2 separate regions of the Ovis aries genome follow, and region 1 is linked to region 2. A link is a contact called in public Hi-C data. All regions are on one chromosome and are shown on one strand. The core of a region is the stretch at or near the end of the contact, and the rest is flanking DNA. Distances in the headings are between cores, read along the strand shown. Region 1 overlaps PLEKHA2 (pleckstrin homology domain containing A2). Region 2 overlaps PLEKHA2 (pleckstrin homology domain containing A2).

Region 1 (6,325 bases), core at 949-3,448, 55 kb after region 2:
ACAGATGATTGTGGTCAGTTTGGCCCTTTGAATGGATCATACATGGCAGGGCTGTATCTGAAGGTGGGATTTGCTCCTGGGGAGAGGGTAGGGGTTATTAGCTGTTGGGAATAGAATTAAGAAGGGCTGCCTAAAAATTCTGGGCAGTTGCAACAGAAGCAACCAGTAATATATATTGGAAGTCTCTTATTTTTTATTTTTGACTGCGAATGAGGACCTTAGGTCCCTGACCTGGGGACTGAACCTGTGCCCCCTGCAGTGGAAACCACTGGACCACCGAAGGAGGTTCTAGAAGCCTTTTATTGATGACCTGTTAGGATTCAGTGCTTAAAACTGTCGCATCTGTTATGACGCTAATAGCAGATCCTCAATCAGAGCTCATTGGACTGCAATAAAAATCAGTCTGCAGTGATTCATTCAATACCCTTTGTTCCTCTCACCTCAAAAACTGCCCTCAAGGACAGAAACCCTACTTTTTCTTTTGAACCAAGCACCAGAAGCATAGCACACTCTTAAGCAGACCTGTAAGAGGTGAAGGTATAAGCTTGGCACTTCCCTTCTTGTTCTGCTGAGTTTTTTCAGCCTTTTTTTTTCACTCTCTTAGTAATTCACCGTAGGGTGGGTGGATTTCAGCTCTGGTTTTTACCTCTGGTTCATGAAACTACCTTTGTGATGTGGTTTTAAGATATTTTCGAGTTTCTGATAAAAGCTAAGCACCGGCTTTCCATAAAAGATAGATATATACATATACTGTAATCTTCACATATAGTTTTGGAGGTTTCACTGAATTTCTGTCGCCCGTGGAGTCCAGTTCTTAAAACTACTAATAGAGATTTTAACTGTGAGCTCAATAACATAATATCCTATTTCTTCTCATGTGGGATCAATATCTGCCTTTTTATTTGAAAAATATTTTAAGCACTAGGATAATGTTTATCCAGAGAAAAGCAATATCTCAAAGGTGAGTTGAAATATAAGACAATTTTACTTTAAATGTCCAAACTATAGAAATAGAGGTGAGCATTAATGAATAACGTTATTTATACTAGAAATAATGATCAATATCTTTTCAAATAACCCAAGGAATCTGAGAGACTTCAAGAAATATAGAAATATGTACAGAAATCCTTAGGAAGGCTGAAAAGAATACCACAGGAAACAGGTAGGCAGTGAAGACCTGGTCAGCTTCCCATCTGTAAACCATTTTATGGAGCTGATAAATGAGCATATTAAGAAAAAGTATGTTATTTGATCCCAACAGTTTGATCCCTTTAGAATTATATGCAGTTTGAATGTGAAGAAAATGAAAAAAAAAGTTGTAGGGGAGAAAGCCACGAAATACATTTATAATATTGGAATTTAGGGCTTCATTTGAGTCCCTCATATAACAATAATAACAACAGCGATAACTAATATGAAGCCCTTTCTGTGTATCAGGCACTTTCAAACTGCTTTGGCTAAATGAGTTCATCTAATTTTTCCTAGTAGTTCTACTTGTGAAACAAGTCAGCTAGCCCTGCTGTACGTAAAATGCCTTCTGGAAGAATCTTGGAGACTGTCCTGGTTCTCTTTTTGGACTGGGGATGGGTTTCTTTTTCTGGTTGTCCAGTAACTGGGAAAAGTCCCGGGGAAAGAGGGAGCAGGTGGATTTGCGTGAGAAAGTCCTTCCACTGGGGCGCCCTTGCTGCCTGTCTTTGGCCCAGCGCACTGGGGTGTGAAACTGCTCCCCTTGTAAACGTCCTGCACACATCTAACCAGGGAGGGTTGGTTTGGCGTGACAGGAAGGGGTAGGCGGGCAAGTTTGAGGGTTTAAAAAAAATTAGTTGTGTATTACCTTGGTGTGTAATGCAAAGAGAAAGAAACCTTTTAGGGGTGGGGAGAGTGAGGGGTGTATGTGGAAACTTTTACAGGGCCAGCCTATGATTGCACTCACGTGTGCCCAGGCACGCACGTGCACACTGGTAATTTGGGGTGACTCTACCCGAGGAAAGTGCAGGGAGACAGGTGAACAAATGTAAGTTTCTGGATGTCAGGCCTTCAGTCTTGGTCCCAACTCTGTGCCTGATACCTTTTGCCAGGTGCCACACTGGATAAGGCTTCAGTAAACGTTTGCCAGGATCACTTGAGCTCAACCTGGTAAAGTGGGAAGGTACTGAGAATTCCTGGGGCTCCAACCTGCTGTGTCGCAGCCTGGGACTCTCCTTTCTTCACAGAGCCGCTGCTGCCCCCTTCTGGCGTTGCTTGGTATTTCTCGGGGGGAGTCCTTGGGCTACACTGAGCATTTTGCAGGATTTCAATTCCCCAACCAGGGATTGAACACTCACCCTCAGCAGTGGAAGTGCGGAGTCCTAACCACTGGACCACCAGGGAATGCCCAGGGCAAGAACTTTCTAAGGGCTCAGCAGTGCGGTACACATTGGTGAAACCAAGTGCTGCAAGTCTAGCAACTGTGGAGGCCTGGGTGGGCCTCAGGACAGACCCAGATCGTTTGTCTTTTGAGAGACAAACTGTCCCTGTTCCTAGAGAAGCTGCCTCTCTGGGAGATTTTGCAGAGGATTTGGTTTCAGTGGGATTGGAGCTGGAAGTGGGATTGTTTGTTCTGATAGCTATAGTAAAACAGAAAGATGACTGCTTTGGGTATCTGGGGAGTGGAATCAAAACCAGCCCTAAACTTTGGGCTCTGGTTTTCTGAACCTCATTTTTACTTTTCTGTGAAACAGGAGGTGAGGCCAGGTTGATCTTGTTCCACAGGGGGTGAGGGACTTCACCGCTAAGCTCTCCCTCTCTCACGACCACTGTCCACTTTATTGATAAGGTGACAGAGACAACTTTGCTGGGGGAAAACAGATATCCTCAGAAGTCTGAAAGCCACTTGGATGATCTCTGAGATCCCCTCCCGCTCCAATGGTGTGGTTTTCTGAACTTAAAATTGAGTTACAGACATGGAAGCTGAAGTCACAGTGCCGTTCGTGGCTCTGTAAGTGCCTTGGGTGTTTTGCAGGCGGACAGTCCGGAAGACATGCACAGCTGGATTAAGGAGATCGGGGCAGCTGTCCAGGCCCTCAAGTGCCACCCCAGAGTAAGTCACTTCCTTCCTGCTCACAGTCACTGTCAGCCTTGCGATGAGTTGTCCCGAGTGGGCGGGTTTTGGTGATGTAGGCAAGCAGCCCGGAGCCCAGATGCAGCAGAAGCTCCAAGCTGTCTTGTTTGTTTTTCTCTTTCCACTGATCTGGGTACAAATTTTTATTTCTGTTCAGTCATTGGAGGAGGTGAGGTAGAGTTGGATAGAGAACCAGGGCTTCTGATGTGTTCTACAGATCTCCCTGCCAGGCAGTCCTTGACACCTGCGGAGTGAATGCTGCCGCTGGACATATTTGATCTCTGTAGACATGTATCTCTGGGCCTGTGAGGAGGTGGTCCTGGGTGGAGGGCCTCTTCTTGGGCCTTTGGGATGAATATTGTTAGGAAACCCTTTACTTTTCTTTTTTTCCCCCCTCCCTCTTTTATTTTCCACAGGAGATGTCCTTTTCTCGGTCCATTTCTTTGACCCGCCCCGGAAGCTCCAGCCTCTCAGGGGGGCCCAACTCTATCTTGTGCAGAGGGCGAGCACCCGGGGAGGAGAGAAAGACCCTCTGCAAAGCCCCCTCCCTGGCCTCCTCCTGGCAGCCCTGGACACCCGTCCCCCAGGCCGGGGAAAAGCTGCTTCCCACCGAAGAGACTGCTGAGGACTCTTTGTTCACGCCTCGACTTGGGGAGAGCAGTACGTCTGGGGTGCTGCCCAGCTCCCGGATAAGACACCGATCAGAACCCCAGCACCCCAAGGAGAAGCCATTTGTGTTCAACCTTGATGACGAAAATATACGGACCTCTGATGTGTGATGAGGCGTGGTGCCTGGGAGGGAGGGGGTGGGCTCAGACAAGGGGCCGTGACTCAGTGTCTCCATCTGATGCAGGACAATCAGACACCTTCCCGGCACTTGCATCCCTCTGGAGTGGGAATCCAGCTGACTTTTTAAAGAAAATGAATGCAGTGTTTTTCATTTGGGAAGGTCACTAGGTTAGACCTGTAGGCTTGCTCAGTGTGCCTCTTGCTCGACTCTTCCACAGTCCACCTGGTGTGCAGAGGTTAGAAGTCCAGTTTCATTCCTAACCAATTTTTAGTTCCTTGTCTTTGTCTCAGCTTCTTCCCTTTGTTTTCAGGCCAGGCACAGAACCTTGAGGCCAGTCATCTGGTCTTATCCTATTCTTATACATTGGCGGAAGTTTGACTGTGAAGTGGGAGAGTGGTAACTAATCCAGCTGAAAGGGTAGGGGGGTGGTGGTGGTTAGGGGGGCGGGGGATCCAGGCTCCATCTTGGTCAGGATACATTCTAAGGGACGGTGTTAAAATCTGGGGGCTTGTGGGAGGCCCCAAATGTCAACCAGGGAGATTCCCCCCCCTCCCTCCAGGGGACTGCCATAAGGGAAGACATAGGGGCCTTTTGAAGGTATGGGGAAATAATTCAACCTGAGTGGATCAGCCAATTTTGAGAATTACTCTGTTCTCTTTGAGATGTTCTTTGACCCCGAATACTGCCACCATAAAAGACAGACCTCCCCGCCCCATTTCTGTGTCAGACCCTTAGGATGGGCTCATCAGTGTTCAGTGTTGAGAACGAAACAGACATTGCCCTTGATACGGTGTTAACTGAAATGTGTGGAAGGTTGATGAGCGTATGGTAATTCACTTGTGTGATCCATCAGATCTCTATCTTAGAGTTTGAGAGTTGCTGTAAAGCAGGTGCCAGGAAGAGATGGAGTTTAGTTCACCCAGCTAAAATGTTTTGATTCATGTTTTCCTGACAGAGGAAAAAGTCTCTTTTAGCAGAGACAGATTATCTCGGGTCCTTGCCTCTCAACTCTTCTTTCATGGGGTGTTACTAGTCTAGTTTTCAGTGTTGTACATGGTATACCTGGCAGATTTGATTTCTTTCTGTTCTTTGTGTCGCCTTTTGGATGATCCCTTGTGTCTATACTTGCATGATGATACCTCATCGTCTGATGAGGTTCTGTGTGCTTAACACCGAGGAGATAACAAAGATAGCCTTAAGAGATATTTATATTTTTAACAAAAATAGAAACTGTGCATAGAAACATTGATTTAGAGGCTCTGCATTGCTGGCTAGAGATTTCCCAGGTAGAAGAGCATAGATTGTATTTCCCATCCTGTATTTTAGGATGTACCTTTGTCCATTTGTCAAGAGATACTATTTCCAGATCCCTAGAAGAATCTGTCTGTCCAGCTTATGTGGTGAACTGCTACCAGGGTTCCCTAAAGGGAGGGAATTTGATTCTGTCTATAGCTTTGTATCAGCTAGATCAGTTAATTTTTGTCTTTAAATTAAAACTTAACAAATAGATCAGGAGACTAAGAGAAGCATTTTTACCTAAGTCAGTCCCTTCCCCTCCTGATGTTCACATCCAATGGCAGCAAAAAACATGTGGTCAGAAAATCCTTAGTGGCTTGAGGGAAATCTGTTTCTTTCAGGCAGGGTAGTTTCCTTCTCAGGTTGTGAACTTTTCTTGACTGAACTGCTTTAGAGATAAGCTTCACTTAAATTGTTTGGCCCACTGGTCCTGGTTTGAAAAAGGAAATCTACCCTGAATTTTACTCTTTTTCTCTTTTCTTTATTCTGCAGCCTCTTGTATACTTTTGTCTTAAAAATCCCTTGTTTGGGGATTATTTATTTATGAGTAATCAGGTGACAACATATTTCAAGTCACCTGATTTCAAGAAGCCATTCCCAATTCTTCAAGTTCTTTGTCTCAGGTTTCATCTTCAAAGTTCCCGCAAGACAATTCTTTGGCTAGGTCAAAGAAAGTGCACAGAGATACGGAACTATAAAAATAAATTAGGAACTTTTGAGATCTCTTATACATTCCCTGACTCATGGAAAGATGTCATCTCTTGGTGTGTCAGATGTGAAAATCTACCGATTTCTTCCTCTCTTTTCAGTAAGCTCTCTGCTAGATTACTACTGCTGAATTAATTGGCCATTACAGTAAGCTGATCTGTTTCTTAGTAAGAGCTGTTTTGAGAATGTATTAAATTAAACATACTTATAAATCCGGATTGTATTAACATGATAGAGGGAAAACAAGAATTCTAGTTGGCAGATACTTGGGATTTCCAAGTTAGAATGTTGTTAATGTAGCTCCAACACCAGATAAATATAATTATCTTCAGTGAAGCCTAGAGGCATGCTCATTGCCAAATCTTTCAGAATTCCTTTTGTGTCCATTGTTTCTTAGCCTCTGGTTAATTTCACATCATACCTTTTAACGT
Region 2 (6,350 bases), core at 3,283-5,782:
GTACTGAACAAAAGATAGCCTCTGTCTTCAGGGGGCTTACCACCTGAGGAGGCCAGAGGAGATCCACCGGTATTTAAAACAGAGTGCAGATTGTGAAAATGGAGATCCAGCATGCTTTGAGAAGCCAGAGGCTTTAAATTTTTTTAAAATTAATTACTTAATTACTTAATTTTTGGAATTAATGTTTGCCTGTGCTGGATCTTCCTTGCTTCCAGGGCTTTCCTCCAGTTGCGGCAATGGGGGAGGTTGGCGGGGGGACTACTCTTCTAGTGGGCTTCCCCTTTCGGTGGCCCCTCTCCTTGGGGAGTCCTGGCTCTAGGGTGCAGGGGCTTCAGTAGTTGTGGTTCCTGGGCTCTAGAGCAGAGGATCAGTGGTTGCGGTGCAGGGTCTTACTTGCCCCATGCCATGTGGGATCTTCCTCAACCAGGGATCGAACCCATGTCTCCTGTACTGGCAGGCAGATTCTTTACTACTGAGCAACCAGGGAAGCCCAAGAAGCCAGAGGCTTTTTTAAAAAAAAACCCAACTTCATCCTTTTTCAGATATTAGCCTTCTCTGTTGTGTCCCACTTGAATGCAGGTGACTTTGGCCCTAGCTTGTAGTCTAGACTCTGTGCCAGCCTGGTGGTGTATGACATCTGCTAGGTGCTAAGTAAATGTTTGTTGAATGAATGAGTGACTGCAAGCACAGGAATTGTGTGCCCTGTCCAAATGGGAGAGCGCAGTGTGAAAGTGCCTCGGACTGGTTCAAGCGGGTTTGTGAGGATTTATCTCTGATGTTGCCTTTGGACCTAAGTGCCCTTTGCCCTCTTTGTAAGCCCTGCTTTTTTTTTTTTTTAAATTAAGTCTCATATGGACAATATATAGCTGATACTTTATTTTTAAAATATTTTATTTATTTATTTTTGGCTGCACTGGGTTGCTGGGTGTGGGCTTTGTCGAGTTGCAGGGGGCAGAGGTTACCCTTTGTTGTGGTGCAGGCTTCTCATTGTGGTGGCTTTCCTTCTTGTGAAGCATCTAGAGCCCAGGCTCAGTAGTTGTAGTGTGCGGTTGGCCCGCAGCCTGTGGGGTCTTCCAGGACCAGGGATCGAACCCGTGTCCCCTGCATTGGCAGGTGGATTCTTAGCCTCTGGACCCCCAGGGAAGTCCTAAGCCCCGCTTTTGACAAGTGTGTGTGGCACTCCTACTGCTGGGAGACTCGCTCACTTCACAGGTGGGTGGGTGATCACCTGGGTATGGATCAAGAAGCCACCTGCCCTTTGGTGGAGAGTCTGCAACCCTTCTTTTCTTTTGCCATTGGTGCTTGCTTCTCTCTTCTGTATAAGGAAGTGGGGCCTGCAAATCCCGTCATGTCATCATAGTGTGCTGAACTGTTCTCAGCTCAGTATTTCCCCCCGAGGTTAAAATAAATACTGGAGATATGCTGCTTTTGGTTGGTGCGTGCTTGTGGAGCAATTCTGCAAAAAAATGAAAAGGGCGAAGCTTCAGCGCTATCACCCAAGCCCCTCTGAACAGCCTGCCTGCTGGCTTGCCTGATATTTGCTGTAAGTGCTGGGTCACTAAGGAGCCCAGATCAGCAGGGGGATGGTTTTCGGATGTGCATTCAGCTGGCGCTTTGTGGATCTCCGGTCTTCTTCGTGGGGCAGGTAGACAGGTGGGTGATGCCCCTCACATTAGATATTACTGTGGCCCCAGTGCAGTAAATATCTCTTTGGTTTCCCTGAAACTGTGGCGTTGCTTATTCCGGCTGACATAGTCCTGGCGTTTGGAAAAGATGGTCTGGGTGCTGGGACGCTGCTTTTCCCTGCCTCTTTCCTCCTCCACCACGAGCAGCTGTTGTTGTTCAGTTGCTCAGTCGTGTCTGACTCTTTGCAGCCCCATGGACTGCAGCACACCAGACTTCCCTGTCCTTTACTGTCTCCCAGAGTTTGCTCAAACTCATGTTCATCAAGTCAGTGATGTCATCCAACCACCTCATCCTCTGTCATCCCCTTCACCTCCTGCCCTCAATCTTTTCTGGCATCAGGGTCTTTTCCAGTGAGTCGGCTCTTTGCATCAGGTGGCCAAAGTGTTGGAGCTTCAGCGTCAGCATGAGTGAGCACTTGGGGCCGCCTTACTTTCAGTTTTCCGTGCATCTTGGTGAGCTGGAGAGGACTCCGGTGGTCCCATCTGTTAGGCTTTGGAAAGGAAGAGAGCAGAGCAAATATTGTAGTGCAACAGCAAGAGAAGACTGCTAGCTCTGTCTGATACAAGCTCATCACTGAGCCAGGGAATTGGCCATGGTGGGGCGATGGGGTAGGAGGGATGGGTCTCCACAGGCTGGTGGTTGGTGCGGTGGGGCAGTAACTGGAAGACTCCATTGACCTTTACTCTGAATCTTGGGTTGCTCTGCTCTCCCCTCCCCTGGTCCCTGCTGGTAAAACCATCCACCCTTTTGGGCTTTATAACTTCTCTCTCTCCTGGACGCCTTTTCTTTACCCTTGACCCCCATTGATTAAATTGATGTGCAGAAGATTAAAGACTGAATTGGGCTCTTTCTTCCGGGGAGGTGGGGGAGATCCACGCCTGCTGGGACAGGAGCTTCCAACATTGCCCAGGGCGGCAGGAGGCTTTCAGGTCTGGACCTTTGTGCCAGTAGAGGCCGGCCAGCTGAGATAAAGAGGATGGGAAATGAGGTCCCCTTCTCCTTGAGACACACGATAGTTAAAGGGCAAAGGTGAGGGCTTGCTCTCCCATCATTGCGGACTCCATTTGGCCATCCACTTGCAGAGAGCATCTATGATACCTCCCTCCTCACCCTCACCCCCACCCTCCCACCACACACCCTCCCCCACCAACCCGGGCTGAGCAAGAGGTGGCTCCAGAGTCCCTTTCCTGGCACCTGATTGCAGGCCTGGGTCTGTGAACCTGCTGGGTGACCTGGCCCACATGGATCCCATGGATCTCTTGCACTTTTTTCAATAACTTCTTGGAGAAATTTATAGGTGAGAAATATGATGGTTCTCCGAGGAGAACATTCAAATGAGACAGCTTGTTTGAATCCTTGTGAAAGATTCCAGCATCACTGCTTTCTCAGTGGGATTTGCTTACTGATATTGGAGGGCTGGAGTCAGTCTGGCAGCTGTCCGCCCTGTTTAAACTAGCGATGGGAATCATATACTGCTTGTTAGGCACTCCACATCTACCCAACCACACACACACACACACACACACACACACACACACACACACATATTTACCCAGTGCTTTGTCTTTACCAGACCTCCTGTTAAGCACTTTTCACACATTATTTCGTTTAATCCACACGGCAGCCTTTGAAGTCGGTACAGCAGTTCTCTCCATTTTGCACACGAGGAAACAGACCCCGGAAAGTTAAGTCTCATCTGTCTGGCTCTGAGACCCACGGTCTTTCCCTTTACCCCAGCACGTCGGTGAAGTCAGCACGCCCTCTTCTTGCAAGAGTTTCATCAGATGCACTCTAACCGACTGATCGCTGTCATCTGCACATCCTCTGGGCCACACCCAGCTCCTCCTCCTTCCCTGCTTCCCGGGATGGAGCCCAAGGCATTTAGACTAGCAGGCTTAGGCTGTTTGTACTCTCCCAGCACCTTGCGAAAGGCTAGTACCTGGGAGAAATAAGGATGCTCTCTTTGCTGCTACCATTAGGAAGCCCTACAGCGAAACTGAACTGTTGAATCTTCTAACTGAGGGACTGTCACATTCTGAAAGTGGAAAATCTCAGTTTCTATAGGCTATTTATAGCCCCCGCCCCCCACCCCTATCCCCTTGGCTGCTTCCAGTGCTGTGAATTCCCTGGGGTTAGGAACCTTGAGTCAAAGGCAGACCTTTGCTTCCTGCCAGCTCCATCCAGCAACAACATTTTCTCTGAACAGAGATGAGGCTGTTCAGAGAGATCATGAGTATGTCAAATATTTTGTCGTTTTCAGTATCAGTATTCAGTCATTTCTGCGTTTTCCCCAGCATTCCACCCCCCCCCCCCACCGAAAACTTTCCTTGAGTGTTTCTTGCCTCCATTCAGGGTTCTCGGGTCCACTGGGGACTGGGCACCTTTTCCTCCCCTCCCCATTCCTGTGGATGTCTGCATTCCTCAGCCTGTTCTTCCGCTGGGAACGTGTTCTCAGGACATTCCCTTCTCTCGCACATTATTCTCCAGCCTCAGACTATTTGGAATGTGCTCTTATGACAGTTTCAGAATGCAGTGATATTATAGCCATAGGAAATAGATGTTCCCACACTTTCAAAGTTGGACTCTTTGGCCCAGTCTCAGGGCTGGGTTGCCAAATAGATGTTGCTTGTGTTGTTTTTATTATTGCTGTTGTGTTTTAACTGGGCCCCTGAGTGTTGCTGGGCCCTCCAAAATGCACCCTAATGTAGGCTGGAGTATTGAAACACAGGCGACCTCTCTGATCGTCTGGCCCAGCGTTTTCTAACTCCACAGCCCAGTTCCTGTCTGCTCATTACAGCCCTTGCTGAGACCTCTGATGTCATTTCCTGATTCACTTTCTCCTGTAGAAGTTTAGCAATTTCCTGCGGTGTCCCTCTTGCTCACCACCGATGCTGCCGTCCCCAGCTCTATCCTGGAGGGTGACAAGACAGCACAAGAAACACCTTCCTGACTTTTTTTCTGAAGCAGAAACCTTGGAATTCCCTGTCCTGCTAACACCAAGTCACGTGAAAGAAAAATCTCCAAATGTACAAATGGATGAAAAATTTTTTTTTTTTTTTTCAGTTCTGAACTGCAGGAGATTATAGTGGATTATTTCATCCTGGGACCAGTACCGTTTAAGACTTTATCTCCGATATCACTTCTGTCGTTTGTATTTATCTCAGAAGTATCAGACCAATCAGGCAGATGACTTTCCCTTATTTCCCTCTATTTTTTTTTTTTTTCTGTATCTTCAAACCCATGATCTTAAAAATAAGACATCCAGTACACTAAGCCGGAGTTTTCATGACTTAATAGCTCTTTAGCTTTTCTTTAAAAACTCTGTTTATCCACCTTTTCATTCATTTGTCTAAACATTTAGCTTAAACACGTCAGTCTCATCTCCCAGAGTTCAAGAAGGAAAATTCCACTGGGTTGGGGGTGGGGGGTGGCCTTTGTTGGGGGTCCTTGCTTCCCTTCCCCAGAGCACTTGGTGGGCTGTGTCGCAGAGGTCACAGAGGCTGTATCATAGAGGCTGTGTCGCAGAGGGTGTAGCAGCAGCAGGAGCGAGGCACTGACTTGGCTGTGAATCTTCAGCTGACCCCCAGGACAGGGGCTCCTTTTATGAAGACCAGAGAGCAAAGAACCAAACCCACAAGGGAAAGAAAGAGCCTCTCTTAGAGGAGGTTGCAATAGGAAGTAAGAAACCCAACTAGGTTGGAGGGCGCCAAAGCCCTCTGGGTAGGTACCAAGCTTTTAAGCAGTTGTGATGGGTAGAATAGGGCTTTATTAGATTTAAGACTTTGAAACACCAAGAAGTCCCAAGAGAGCTATAATTTAAGCATGGTTTTGCTTCTTTATGGACTCTGGAGAATTGAGAAATTTTTTCTCAGCTTCAAAACTTCTGCACTGGGGATGGGGGTATGTGTGGAGTTAAATAGCTTTCCTCCCTGCTAAATAAAGTAACATGTACTTCCTGTATAAAAATTTGGAAAATATGAAAAACATACAGATGTAGATAAAATTTGCCCATAACCTATGGATAATAGCTGCTAATATTTTAGTGTCTGGATGTCAGTCTTTTTCTATCCAAATACAGAAATATAAAAACAATATTTAGAGGCCTTGGGTTCATATTCAAAATTGTGTTATTGTATCTTAAAGCTTATGGTGAGTTTTTTTCCTAATTTATTTAAAATTGTGTGAAAACATAGTTTTTTAAAGATTGTGCAGCATTTCCTTATGTGAATATCCTGTCACTTCTTATTACCTAATCATTGGAATGTTCAGGGTATTTCCAACTTTTTGTCACTATAAATTCAGTTGTAGTTGCTATCTTTAATTTTAATCTGTATTTGCATCTTTGTTTATTTACTTGGATGGAATGCTGGAAGTAGAATTATTGGGTCAGAGGGTATAAACTGTGCATTTTTGTTTCGTATTGCCCTCTTGTTTCATATTGCCAAGTTTCTTTCCAGAAAGGTTGCTACTCCTGTCCCGGGTGTGTGAAAATTCTAGGCAGTGTCCTCAAGTAGATGTCATGTGTTTCCGGCTTCAGCCTTCTTACTTTTCTTCCCCACTGGTGCATCAGTCTTCTGCTGGGACATGTTCTACTTTCTTGGGGTCTTGGTCCCAGTGATCTATTATATATATATATATTTTTTAAATTAAAAAATATTTATTTG

What was found. Hi-C and Micro-C count contacts between places; a contact is called where the count stands out from the background.
Region 1: a Hi-C map of liver shows a contact between it and region 2, with 1.8 times the contacts expected there. The contact joins two enhancer-like sites. A contact is called at or near these places in 7 of 16 Hi-C or Micro-C datasets (blood, hypothalamus, liver and 3 more).

What each region holds. Positions count from the first base shown.
Region 1 is chr26:33,167,718-33,174,042 of ARS-UI_Ramb_v3.0, forward strand. PLEKHA2 (pleckstrin homology domain containing A2) reads left to right here. Exons shown (of 12, transcript XM_042241519.1): 11 at 3,002-3,079; 12 at 3,517-6,325. The coding sequence ends at 3,879. Among named protein-coding and RNA genes, the nearest start is that of HTRA4, 4.4 kb to the right of the region's middle. Within about 2 kb of position 2,199, at least 24 of the 54 cell types and tissues checked have an H3K27ac peak or open chromatin away from gene starts, as enhancers often do. A contact at or near this core is called in liver, where this site is marked.
Region 2 is chr26:33,110,564-33,116,913 of ARS-UI_Ramb_v3.0, forward strand. All of the region lies in intron 1 of PLEKHA2 (pleckstrin homology domain containing A2), which reads left to right. Among named protein-coding and RNA genes, the nearest start is that of PLEKHA2, 21 kb to the left of the region's middle. Within about 2 kb of position 4,533, at least 13 of the 54 cell types and tissues checked have an H3K27ac peak or open chromatin away from gene starts, as enhancers often do. A contact at or near this core is called in liver, where this site is marked.